Linked DNA regions of Danio rerio: region 2 is linked to region 1. A link is a contact called in public Hi-C data. All regions are on one chromosome and are shown on one strand. Each heading gives the region's core, a stretch centred on a gene start, on an enhancer-like site or on the middle of the called end of the contact. The rest is flanking DNA. Distances are from core to core; before and after follow the strand shown. Region 1 overlaps skib (v-ski avian sarcoma viral oncogene homolog b). Region 2 overlaps foxj3 (forkhead box J3).

Region 1 (2,551 bases), core at 38-2,537:
GATCTTTTTCTCTATTGAATAAGTTACTTGCACCTCAGAAGACAAATGGCGACATGCAATGAACACATGGTGGCGTTTAAAGGCATGGAGCATAGACGCTCTTGATTCTGGAGGTAATTAATAATAACAGTAATACTGAAATGGGTGAGGCGCTTTACATTAACCTAAACAACATTTCAGATGTTTTACAATGTGCTCAGCCTGGTTTGTCTATTCACACACATTTTTTATCATCACAATTTCTTATAACAAAATCACATGACTCTTTTTAATGCACATACTGGAACATTGTTTGGTGAAAGTGTTTGCATTATAGTTTATTTGCATTTTCAAAATGTATCCATAAAATGTATTTAAAATGTGCATAAAAATAGGTGAATGGAAACATAGCTAATGAGAGGTGCCGCTTTCCCTCTCTAATTGCGTGAACATGCCGCACATCTATATTCTTCTGATAGAGAATGGCGTCAATCGCAACTTTGTCGTACACCCAGGGCTTAATTTGTGCTGGAACACGGCGGATCCGGAACCTCTGAAATCTGATCTAGCACCATATTTTACTGATCCCTCTCCTCAACTGCTCCCCCCCCCAACGGTCTGCTGTTTACTTTTACTTTCTTCCACTACTCCCCAGTCCCAACCCTCTTCACTTTCGTCCGAGACATCCCTCCGCCTTCCACCGCACCAACCTCCGCCTCTCTCTCCATTTTCGTGCGTGGCACCTCTCCATCCACGGGTAACATGCCAGATCCATTATCCCGATCTGTTCCGGGACCTCACAATTCATAAATTAAGCACAGCGTACACCCCACCGACTGAAATGGTACTGTGTGCAGAGAAAAATCTAAGTGACCTTACCAAACCATACTGTACTTTACTGAACTTAACCGTAATGCTCAGTGGAAACATTGAGTTTATAAAGCCTAAAACTTTCTGTCACTACATGAAAAATTTAGACCACACAGGAGTGAGCAAATGAGCATTACTTTTTGGGTGAACCACCTCTTTAAGCAACTGCAGTTCCTCTGCATGTATTATGCATTCGACTTGCTGAAGCGTGGAAAAGGGAACATTTTTAAACAGTTGATTTTCACTGACTAGACATGATACTTGATAGCATTAGCCTTAGAAAGCTAGAGCACTCTATGCAACCTCTCCAGCCACAAAACTTTCCGTTTTTGTGAACGCCATCTTGGAGAGCGTTCCAGAAGCATTTCTGAAACACCATGTTGTGGTGGACCATCGCAGCGAGTGGAAAATGGAGGTCTTGCCAGCTGTCTGAGGGCTGGAGGAGTGAATCAGCCTTTCTGGAAAAATCTGAACGTGCCTCATAACCCAAACCCTTAAACACAAGGAGGGCAAACGCAGGAAAACCTCCATCCTTGCACCACCCAGAGAGCAGAGAGAGGGAGAGACAGACTTGCACTCATCCGAAGCCGAGAGGCATAGGGAAATGGAGGTTATGGATCAGGTCATCCTGACATCATCATTTCTTCTCCCTTTTTTGCAAGGCTAGGCTTGAGCCACGGTAACACAATCGCCACAAGAAGGCCTGAATACGAGTGTTGCAGAGACTTGTTTGTGTATGTGTTAAAGAGAGAAAGTGCATGTGTGCGTGTGAGCGAGAGAAAGACAGGCAGAGTGAGCGGTGAGTGAGCGAGCATGAGAGAGCTGGCACGCTCCCCTCAGCCCACCAGCCAGGAAGCATCAAGTTCTTATTTAGCAAAGGAAGAGCAGCTTTGCTTAGCAACTACGCTGACTCTCCAATCACAGAAGTTTTCTGAATAATGCTGCTTGGGCGTGGAGCGAGAGCCGTCTGCGTGCCTCAGAGGAGTGAACGAGAGGCCACGGGCTGCTTAAAAACACAAAATCCCTCTTTTTATAAATGCCCAGACAGCTCACATACAAAAAACTGAAGCTTTTCTCCCCTAAGCCTAGTAAAGAATCAAATGTGCAAAAGCCAGTTTGCTAGTAATTTAATTAAACTACTGCCATTTTATATACATAAGCAGCCGTTCACCTTAAAATGAAAATTCATTATATACACGCTCTGATGCCTTAGGACGTGCTTGCTTCTATGGATCCACCAAAGCAAATGGGAATAATGTGCAATTACATGAATGAGGGCCAGAGCTTTCAAGCTTAAAACCACCATAAAAGTAAGAATTTAGTGTAGTCTTGCACTACATTAAAAGTCTTTTCCATTCACATGACAAACCAAAACTTGTGTCATGCTTACTGATTATTGATTAGTGGGCTACTCAATGACACTTTGACATGGTTGGTTAAATTAGAGAAGCAGATTAGTAAGAAAACACAGCAGTTCAAACTGGTTTGGTAAAATTTCAAATTACAATGGGCTCATTTACACCTTGTATCAAATTTTTTTTTTGTCAATTCGACTGCAGTTGAATGACACTAAACAGGGGTAAACAAAGTATTAAAAGTATTGATCGTTTGATTAATTTCAGAATATTTGGATTGCTCCTGTAGTGTATAGGCTGGTCTCTACTTCTGCGTCGAGTGATCAGCGTGACCCACAGTGCGTGCC
Region 2 (2,551 bases), core at 21-2,520, 530 kb after region 1:
GGAAAACAGCCACACACACATTCACACACTCAAACACTACGGGCAATTTAGCCTACCCAATTCACCTGTACCGCATGTCTTTTGGACCGAGGAAACCGGAGCACCTGGAGGAAACCCACGCAAACGCAGGGAGAACATGCAGACTCCACACAGAAACACCAACTGAGCCGAGGTTCGAACCAGCGACCCAGTAACCTTCTTGCTGTGAGGTGACAGCACTACCTACTGCGCCACTGCCTCGCCTATATATATATATATATATATATATATATATATATATATATATATATATATTGCATATTTTATAGATTTAAAATGCTTTGACAATACTATACAAAATGTCATGCCAATAAAGCAACCTGAACTTGAATGAGAGATGGAGAGAAGCAGATTTTACCCCATCAAAGTGCGCATGGCTCCTGAATAGCATATAGTCTTTTTTTACTTTAACCCACTGAAAAGAACCCACTGAATTAGAATTGTTTAAAACAGATAATTATAAAAATAGTGTTAAAAGTCAAATGATGTTTTGTTTGTCGCATACAGTTACCCATTTATGTGCAGTGGGTAATGGTCTGTCTCAATCTGGCCTAAACCATAAGTATATTTCAAACCTGTGGGAAGCACTGTGCTTACAAATGGCAGTGAAGATAAAACCTTAAAGTTCAATTAGATCTAGTGATTCCAACTTAATGCAAATAAGCAGCAAAGCGACAAACAAGTATATTAAGCTCCAGCATAATCACTGCTGCCCAGTTCTAGTCATACTTTCTTATTTTACCTTTGCACACTCACAGAAAAAGAGTCTTCAAAAAACAATATTTCCAATGCTGAATTGTCAATGCCGACCAACATTCATTGCTAGACTCCCTCTAAAGCTTGCATTATTAACAAACACAAACAGAACATCATAAAAGTGAGTTTAGACACCAGGTGCAGCTTGTTCCTCTCCTGCAGCCACCAGCGGGGTCACTCCAAGGGCTAGGATTCCAGCCGGCCTATTTAAGAGCCCATGACTCAGCCGGCCCAGCCCGATGTCAGTGGTGTCAGCCACCAAGGGATCTGGCATTCTAAAGACCCATTGATCAGTGTGGCTCACGTCCCATTACTGACACACCAACACAAGGCCAACGGCACTGACCAAACCTCCGAAAGCTTCGGAGTCAAACGAGGATGAGAGCACCCCTCCCCCACGTAGACTTAATTCAAGCTGTGCAGAGGGAGCAGCGCAGAGTCCAAAGGAAATATGACTCATTTGAGTAACATGAGGCATTCTCCACAGAACTCTTGTTTGTTAAGCGAGGGAGGCCAGCTGAATGCGGCAGTGTGAGACTTCAGGAGGACAGAGGGGAGAAATCACTTATGGTGTCACCTACGTCATCCCAAAGCTCGCTCCCCGTGTTCGCAGAGCACTTCTTTGGCTTCATTCAAGGACTTTCTGAAGCGTAATGACACAATCGTTCCCTTTAAGAGGAATGTTAAGAACGATTTAGTGCAGCAGAAACTATTAGTCAGCGGAGTCAAAAGGTTGAAAGAACTGCATCACGGGAGAACACCATCGCTCTGGCTTTAGCTTGACAGTGTGCTAAATGCATTAAACACTTCCTGTGCCAGTTTTACCTTTGATGCAAACCACAGAGCAAGGCCTGTAATGATGCTGTAAACACATTTTAATCAGCAGACAGGTGAGCAGCTCAGGCTCACCTAAGATTATGCAAAATGGTGTCACTGAACTGCATGTAATTACATAATCGCCTGTTCATGATTGTTTAAGATAACTGCAATAACTTGGCATTTAAATTACATCTTAATGTTACATTTTAAAAGTTGCATCAAGTCATGATGAAGTTCTTTACAGAAATGAATGAAATTTGTCTTCTTTACAACAACGTATTCAATAAAAAATTTTATTCTTAATATGAAGCTTAAATGATTAATAACCTCAGTTCATTAGAGAATGCTTAGAAATACTGTTTTCTAAACTATTTATATTTTTTATATATTAGAAAAGCAAAGTTACTATTTTAAATAATAATATTTCAACTTATTACTGTTTTATTGTATTGTCTGATCAAATAAATGATGCCTTGGTACATATCTTAAATTTAATGTAAAAAGAAATCTCAATTTATACCCCACTAACAGCAGGTATGAGTTAAGTTCTACATGGTGTTATTTCCCTGATCTGGCCATGAATGGTTTGCATGCTACTCACATCGAGAATAATATTGAATATTTCTTCAAAACACTTATTGCAAGCAGCAAACATTTTTATGATGCAACATTTTTTTTTTTTTAAACTTGAGCATTTCTCAAGGAGAGGTATACTGCAATATCTCGACTTACTTGAACGTTCAAGCACAGCTTAATAAAATTAAATCATTTCACTGCTTCAGGAAAATGAACTAAAGCATCATTCAATTATTTAATTAGCATAATACCATGTTAAATTGAAATTGAGAAAGTGCAACATTAAGAGCTGGAAATCCTTTTAAACAATGTTTTTAAACAGACATTAAACGCACCAGCATTTAAAATCAGTATTTTGTTA

What was found. Hi-C and Micro-C count contacts between places; a contact is called where the count stands out from the background.
Region 2: a Hi-C map of an unstated tissue shows a contact between it and region 1, with 2.6 times the contacts expected there. The contact joins two enhancer-like sites. A contact is called at or near these places in 1 of 18 Hi-C or Micro-C datasets (an unstated tissue) and 1 of 4 datasets of contacts at active chromatin or transcription factors (embryo).

The regions. Positions count from the first base shown.
Region 1 is chr11:27,889,889-27,892,439 of GRCz12tu, forward strand. The region is part of intron 1 of skib (v-ski avian sarcoma viral oncogene homolog b); the gene reads right to left. Among named protein-coding and RNA genes, the nearest start is that of skib, 12 kb to the right of the region's middle. Within about 2 kb of position 1,288, at least 32 of the 62 cell types and tissues checked have an H3K27ac peak or open chromatin away from gene starts, as enhancers often do.
Region 2 is chr11:28,422,076-28,424,626 of GRCz12tu, forward strand. The region is part of intron 1 of foxj3 (forkhead box J3); the gene reads right to left. Among named protein-coding and RNA genes, the nearest start is that of foxj3, 9.8 kb to the right of the region's middle. Within about 2 kb of position 1,271, at least 42 of the 62 cell types and tissues checked have an H3K27ac peak or open chromatin away from gene starts, as enhancers often do.